Linked DNA regions of Sus scrofa: region 2 is linked to region 1. A link is a contact called in public HiChIP or PLAC-seq data. All regions are on one chromosome and are shown on one strand. The core of a region is the stretch at or near the end of the contact, and the rest is flanking DNA. Distances in the headings are between cores, read along the strand shown.

Region 1 (4,205 bases), core at 504-3,003:
TAATGGATTTGATTAGAGACCTGAAATTGTCATTTGATCAATTAAACTCACATTCCAGCCTTGTCTTTGATTATATGCAGATAATCAAATGCTTGAGTTTTCCCAAACTCTTACTTAAAATCTCTGGGTGACTAATGGTATGCTAAATCTTATCCCGTGTTTTTGGCTTTATTCTTGAAAAGCACATGACTATTTCTTCCTAGTTCTAACAACCATACATGGTAAATGCTACGTAAATGGAGGCTGCTGTTAACATATAAGACATATATAAGCAAAATTATTTTATTTTAAATATTAGTAGAATGGCATTTGTAATTCAAAAACGTGAGGCAAATGAACTTATATGATCTGTGGTTCTTGAGGCTAGCAAATACTCATTTATGTCAACATGAACACATCATATTGCGGCACCATTAAGGAACTTTTCAAAAGGGTCATTTAATTTATATAAATGACTCAAACAAAAGCAAGCAAACAAAAGGCCTGATAGTTTCATCTATTATACCAAAATAAAAATTCTCCAAATGGATGGGGAAAATCAATGTGTCCACTACTACATCCTATACTCTACTAACTTACCCTTTTCTTCTTTTTTTTGGTCTTTTTTGATATTTCTTTGGGCCGCTCCCACGGCATATGGAGGTTCCCAGGCTAGGGGTCGAATCGGAGCTGCAGCCCCCGGCCTATGCCAGAGCCACAGCAACGCGGGATCCGAGCCGTGTCTGCAACCTACACCACAGCTCACGGCAACGCTGGATCATTAACCTGCGACCTCATGGTTCCTAGTCGGATTCGTTAACCACTGCGCCACGATGGGAACTCCCTGAAAATGTTCTTAAGTGAATATGTGATGCAAAGACAGTATAAAGATGAACAACATAAGATTCCTGCCTTTAATATCTGACACTGCTCCTGACAAGTGTCAATATATACTCAATATATTTTTTTTGTCTTTTGAATTAATAAAGTACCTATCATGTTAAGTTTTTTTTTTTTTTTTTGAGTAATCGTTGGCAAATTCTTATTTTATCCAGAGAAAAAACTAACTCAAGAAAAATCAAACAAATTCTTCTTACCCACAGTCTGGAGCTGGACACCACCTACAATCAGGATCTGCAACAAGCCACCGTCTAAGCATAAATTCTTCATATTTTTCCATCAAGACATCATCACTTAATATCAAGCGAATATCATGGGGATTAAACCGTTCAGTACATTCTGGGCAACTGATATTAACTCTACTTTCAGAAATTTCTATCCTTAGGTATTGTCGCAAGCAATCCACACAAGATCTATGATGACAAGTCATTATCTCAGGAAATCTGTCTTTAGAATGCCGCAAAAGGCACAAGGGGCACTCTATGAAGTCTCCAATTTGTTTGCTGATGGAAGTTAATCCATTGTCAGAGGAGGTATTTGTAGAAAAAATGGAGTTCTTATCAGTACACATTTCAGAATGTATACTTTCGATACTCGCAATTCCATCCACCCCGCCATTTAGCTCCCTTGATTTACGTTTGTTTTCCTTTTTCCTCCGAAAAAGAGAGCCTATTGAAATTCTTCTTTTTTTGGGTGCCTTTTTGACTGAAGGCAAGCTTACAGATGATGCAGAAGACTGAAGATCTCGATCCGAACCCATTTGCCGATGTAAACTCATGTCTAAAATACTCATTAGAATTGAGTTAGGGTCTGTGTTTATACACAGCCCTTCATTATATTTAGAGAGCAAACCTATTTCTTGTTCTTGCATTCAGATTAAGTCATGGTGTAAGAAAATCCTACGTGGCTCCTTAAGAGAATTCTTGAAAAAGTTCAATTTATAGAAGACTTATCACAGATGTTCTGAAAAACAAAAGAAAATAGAATACCAAGATTATTTAATTGCATTCTCAGTCTGCATATTTTTTACAAACTTACAAACTCTTCTCCATGAAACTTCAAAGAAGTATGTTCTTTAACTATTTGTTGGTTTTCTTTTTAAATAAGGCCAACTATTGAGTAGTCTACAAGAGAATATAAAACCAATGCTGAAATAACAAGGATATTCTTTAATCTTAAGAGCCTAGATTTGAGCTGATCTCATTAAAATCTTGTACAAAACTTTTGATCATTATCACACTCAAACATCAGTGATTCCCACTGCCTTTAAGAGTTTTTTAAAAAGTGACAATAAAATGTACATGCAAATACAAAAGTCTAAGGATAGCTTATACTATTTTGAAGAACAAAGTGTATATGTGTGTGTGGGGGTACTCTTACACTGCCAGATATAATTAGTATTATAAAGTTACAGTAATTAAGAAGACAGTGTGGAACATCACAAAGACGGATACAAACACCAATGGAACAGAGCACAGTACAGAAAAAAAAGCCCCACATATACACATGGATACTTCTTATTATCAAAGGAGACACTGCTGAGCATTAAGAATGGCCTTGTCAAGAAGAAAACAAAACCACATAATACAGTTTTCCTGGTTACCATCTGAGAAGAGAAAAGGAACTTAACATGTAGCTAAATCCCCATATAAAAATAAATTCTATATGGTTCATAGAACTAAATGTGAAAAGTAAAATCATAAAACTTCTAAGAGTCAATAGAAGAGAATGTTTTAATGAAAAGATTTCTTAAATGGGACATGCTAAAGTACTTAACTATAAAATAAAAATTGTTAAATTGATTACAATAAAGAGACAGTATTAGGGACAGGGAGAAGATATTTGTCACTTATAACTAATAAAGGAACAGTATCCAGAATATAGAAAGAATACTTAGAAATCAATAAAACAAAGCTGACATTCAAAAGAAAAATGGGCAATGGACATAACAGACACTTTACAAAATATATGAAAAAGTGCTCAACATCATCTGTCACACACATTAAAGCCACACTGAGGGATCACCATACACCCAGGAGGATGGCTAAAATTCTGACATTTCCAAATGTTAACAAATACATGGACTGCTCGTAGGAGTGAAAAATGGCACAAATACTTTGGACAACTGTTTAAAAGCATCTACCAAATGTGGACATATGGATACTCTTATCTTTCAAGTTATAGCTCTACATATGGATCTTGTCCTGAGAACTTATCACTTAAAATATTAAACAAGCGGTACTTAATGAGTATTGCCTAGAGAATTCTTCAAAACATGTTTCTAGAAATGATACCAAATAATTTATTATCCAGATAAGAACCTAGTAAGAGGTGCTGTTAATATTTAAACTAGGATAATAGGGGGAAAACCAGAACAGATGGTCATCCTATTCAGGAAGCCTTTCTAAAATATTGTACAAATAAACAAATACGCCTCAAAGGAAAATAAACCAATTTGAATACTAAAAAATTTTACCATATTTTATATGATAAAAAATACTATAAAGTAGGAAGACATGATAAATTAGTAAAGACATATATAACAACAAACAAATCCCCATAGTATAAAAAGAGCTTTTATACATTAGTAAGAAAAAGATGTGCAACAGTAAAAGGAGCAAAGATATAAGAAGGCAGTTCTTATAAAGAATTACAAAAATTAGGAAGATAGGAACAGTCACAACTAAAGAAATGAAAATTCAAACATTAGATACCATCCCTGTACACATTAGACTGAAAGTTTGAAGGGATTGATGTGTACTGAAAGAAGCACCTCAACATATTATTGGGAGGAACTCAAATCGGCACAACTTCAGGGAACCAATTTGGCACAAACTTTCAGAATGGAACTTTTGACCAGCAATCCTACAGGTAAAATTCATCCTTCAGAATATATAAGGACACAAATATGCAAATATATACTGTACAAGGAAACTCACCACAGCCTTGTTGATACAAGCAAATAAAACAAGGCAAAAAAAAAAAAAAAAAGCCCCTCACAAAACCTGGAAATAAATGTCCAACAGGGAAATGGGGAAGAATAAAGGAACCAACCACAATTTGTGTGCAATAATAAGGAAAAGATCTCTCTATATAATACTAAGTGAACAATAATAACTGCAAAATAGAAGGCAATACTACATATAATTGCAAAAATGTACAGCATGAACCTATTTGTGGGGAAAAAAACACCACACAGGCTTACATGTACCTACACAATTTCTGGAAAAATGTCAAACCATTAACAGTGGCTATCTTGGTGACAATAATCTTTAGTATATACTTTCTTCCTTCTGCATAATACAACTGTATTATGAGCATCCACT
Region 2 (4,205 bases), core at 1,130-3,629, 160 kb before region 1:
TAAGAGATGATTCCAAACTGGAAATGTGCAAGAGAAAGAAAATCAAACAGTTGGGCACATTAGATAAACTGTAAACAATTTGTTACAGCTGGAAAATAAGACGTTTTAAGGAAGGGGCAAAGTTTTTTGTTTTTTTTTTTTGTTTTTTGCTCTTGGCTTGTGAAAATTACCACGCCAAGGATCAAACTGGCACCACAGCAGCGATGCAGTGACAACACAGGATCCCTAACCTGCTATACCACAAGGGAACTCCCAAATAAAATCCTTGAGAAGGGGAAGAAGCCAAGCCATGGAGAGTTTTGGATGCATGCTGAATCTGAAGTTTACTGTCTAGGCAATGCAGAGCAATTTAGAAAGACCACTCTGGTGACTCGACTTAACTCATTCAAAGAAGAATAATTTTTCCCTCACCCCTCCCTAAAACAGAGCAGAAAGACATTTAGTTACAAATCTAGTTAAAGCTTGTCCTATACCCCAAATTTAAGCCGCTGAGCTATATTTTCCTAATCTTTACCTATCACAGTCTTTGGCCTTTTTTCCTCCCTTTCTGGATTTGGTGTCATCTTATGACTGACCTCAGAATTCTAAAATCCATGTTTTCCATAGATCCAATGCTGCTTTGGGGGACCATCCAGTAAAACATGATGGAAGACTTTTCCATCACCATGATTAATCAAGTTATGCAGATATATTTAAATGAATATGATCAATGAAAAGAGCTATTCAAGGGGAAAAAATGGTAATTTGCATCTCCATAACCATATTACAAGGTACTAAAAGCACTAGTATCCAACATGGCAAGACAAATACCCTCATTAGGAGAAGGCAATGCAATGATGTTTGGCACATAGTAGGCACTCAAGAAATGTTAGTTGTCATCACTGATAATAGCTTCCACTGACCATGCTCCACATGATGCTAAAATTACTGTTCCTACTCATAGGAACAAGAGTGTTGGATTGGGATCTAGCCCCAACATGAACTCTTGTTGAAATTCTGGATCTCCTTGCTACAACTTGTCTTTACTCTACCCCTCTGTAGGGTCCCAGGAGCCGTTTGTATTCTGCATGTGTTAATTCCTCCTGATCTCCATAGACTGCATTAAGTGCCAGCATCTTCTTGAAATCTCAAGCTTGAGAGTTGGAATCCAGGTCAGCTTGCAATGATTAAAGTTATACTTTTTGGATCACTCCATAATCTTTCTCTTATGATAACAATGGTTTTATCTAATACTTCTTGGAGCAAAGCTTATTTTGATTCTTCTTTTGGGTTACCTCTTCCCTTTGGCTGACAGGAGAGATATTTTTTAAGATGGTCAAAATACTTGTATGTTCTGTCTTAGCCTGTCTGTGGAGGAAGAAGCAGGACACTCCACTGTGTTTCCTGAAATTTTTACAACAGGGAGCTAAGAAGACTGGGAAGATTGAGTTAAATCTCTCAAGTTGGTCTGTGGAGGTGCCGGCAGTTGGAACTCCTCCTGGAAGTGTAATGCGAAGCTCAAAGTTCCCAAGTTTCCGTATGGAAGACCAGAGAGCAGTATTGCCTGCTTAATAAGAAACCAAAATAATGCATGTTGGGAAGAAAGAAACCTGCTTCTCCAATTAACTGTAATAGATAACGAATATGTATTTTCTAAATTGTAACAACTTCATTTTCTTCCTCTCATTCTGATATTAGTAAAATGCCTGCTATGAAAGAAGCAAACGAATGTAAATGTGTACATCCAACGATAATGTCTCACTAATAGTTTGATCTTTGAAAGGATTCCACTGAGCAGGTCGTTTTGTTCTTCTAGAGAATACATGGGACCAAAGGAGGGTCGGTAAACAGCCACCACTACCTAAATCCCTCAGCTTTAAGTGGCAGTAGTTGGATGTAGCTGCCTGCAAGTCCGCCTGTGCTTTAAAACGAGTAAAAGGAGAGGCTGAGAAGGATGACAGGTACCTAAGTGAGAAAGGGTCGAAAAGCAAACATTATGCAAAGGGCAGGAGGCGGCTGTTCCACTGCCGGCGGCACAGGTATTAAAACGATCTGAAATCCATAATCTGAAAACTGCTCTTCTACGTGGAAATCAGCGGTGAAACCGATACTTCCACGTTCTTTGGAGTAACGGTCAGCCCAGGGATTCCATGAGCACTTCACTTGGGTATCTAACGCTCTGACCTCTTGGAAAACTGTTACTTTCTGCGGCCTTCATTTGTCATAGAAACAAACCTCCTTCGACCTGAGAAACTGCTAAAATTCTTTGCCTCCCCGAAAAATGAAAATAGTTGGGAGCCAAATAAGAACCTCTACAGAGCGAATCAAACATACATAATTCCAATTTAACTGCCCGCGCTCAATCCGGGTTCTTCGGCCACTCCTTGGGCGGAAGGGGCGGAGACTACATCCTGCGTCATCTGCCAGTGCCGGAAGTGGGCTGACACACAGCGGCCTCAGGAATCTGTTAGGGAGCCTCGGGAAGTTTCTCCGTGTTCCGTGGGTAGGGGTTTGGCGGATTGGCGGTTTGGGATTGGAAGGTGAGTGTTTGGGCCAAAACTGGAAAGATACTAGGGGTTACAGGAGGTCCGGTGTGGGATTAGAGTCGAGAGAGGCTGGGGATGGAGTCGATGCTGTTAGCCCTTTGGCTTGTTTAGCTGTTGGGTTGTCTGCCTTTTCAGCTGTTAGGAGTTATTTCATTATTTTTCCCTTTTCTTCGGTTCGCATGTTTTCCTGTTGAGGGGTATAGTTTTTTGGCAATTTCTTGCTAAATTTTGGGAAAATTTCACTTGTGGGAGTTCCCCTTGTGGCGCAGCGGAACTGAATCAGATGAGTATCCTTGAGGATGCGGATTCCATCCCTGGCCTCGCTCTGTGGGTTAACGACCCAGCGTTGCCTTGAGCTGTGGTATAGATAGCAGACGGGGCTCGGATCCCGCGTTGCTGTGGCTGTCAGGCCTATTGGACCCCCTAGCCTGGAACTTCCACATGCCGCGGGTGGAAAAAAAAAAAAGAGAGAGAGAGAAAGAAAAAGAAAAATTGGAGTTCCCGTCGTGGCGCAGTGGTTAACGAATCCGACTAGGAACCATGAGGTTGCGGGTTCGGTCCCTGCCCTTGGCTCAGGGCAGGGTTAATGATCCGGCGTTGCCGTGAGCTGTGGTGTAGGCTGCAGACGCGGCTCGGATCCCACGTTGCTGTGGTTCTGGCGTAGGCCAGTGGCAACAGCTCCTATTCGACCCCTAGCCTGGGAACCTCCATATGCCGTGGGAGCGGCCCAAAGAAATAGCAAAAAGACAAAAAAAAAGAAAAAGAAAGAAAAAGAAAAATAGTACTTGTACTCGTGTTAAATGAAAACCAGAGCTTCGCAGTCAGATCTAAATTCCTCTGCCTTTTAACTACTGAATAATCCTGACCAAATTAACCTTCCCTAAATCTTAGTTTCTTGATCTGTTCATTAAGAGTAATTATTTAACCGCCTAGAATTGTTGTAGAGATTATAATGAAATAGCATGTGTAAATATGAAATCTGTAAAGTGTTTATGGAGTCCAGTTTGGGGGTAAATGCAAAATGCTTATTTGTGGGTTTGATTCATTCTTTAGAACCAGCGGTAGGATTTTTAAAAAGTACGGATTAGGAATTGGGAACTTTTTAGCTTTTTAGCTTTCCCTGAGAAAAATAAGGCATGATTGGATTTGTGAGGGGCCCCTTTAAGATGTTCAGTATTTGAATCTGTGATTTCAGGGATAACGATGGACACACAGAAGGACGTTCAACCCCCAAAACAGCAGCCAATGATATATATCTGTGGAGGTAAGAGTGGCACTTACATAAAATAAAAGTATTTTACCTCAGTTTTTTAAAAAGATAGTGCATTTATCTTTATTTTACTTGAGTCCTTCCTCTTTGAAGTTAGCGCTTTAGCAACTATTTTAAGATTTCATTTTCTCTCCTAGAAAAAGTGCGTTGCCCACCACTCTTTTCTTTCTTTTCCCTTAATATGTTGATAATGTTGAGATTTAGTATACATATTTTAGTGCTTTGGGGGAAAAGTATAATTAAGATAATTTGCTTGCCTCTTATTTCTCTTTTAGGCATTGAATAAATATGTTTTCTCTTTTAGAATGTCACACAGAAAATGAAATAAAATCAAGGGATCCCATCCGATGCAGAGAATGTGGGTACAGAATAATGTACAAGAAAAGAACTAAAAGATGTATCCTTTTAAC

The links. HiChIP or PLAC-seq counts read pairs in DNA pulled down with a chosen protein or histone mark.
Region 2: a contact with region 1 is called in an H3K27ac HiChIP or PLAC-seq map of alveolar macrophages. The contact joins the promoter of POLR2K here to the promoter of RNF19A in region 1. A contact is called at or near these places in 1 of 5 promoter capture datasets (fetal liver) and 1 of 2 datasets of contacts at active chromatin or transcription factors (alveolar macrophages).

What each region holds. Positions count from the first base shown.
Region 1 is chr4:36,687,631-36,691,835 of Sscrofa11.1, reverse strand. RNF19A (ring finger protein 19A, RBR E3 ubiquitin protein ligase) reads right to left here and starts at 1,753. Exons shown (of 9, transcript NM_001038006.1): 1 at 1,077-1,753. The coding sequence starts at 1,750.
Region 2 is chr4:36,850,796-36,855,000 of Sscrofa11.1, reverse strand. POLR2K (DNA-directed RNA polymerases I, II, and III subunit RPABC4) reads left to right here and starts at 2,379. Exons shown (of 4, transcript XM_003355012.5): 1 at 2,379-2,519; 2 at 3,721-3,789; 3 at 4,100-4,192. The coding sequence starts at 3,729.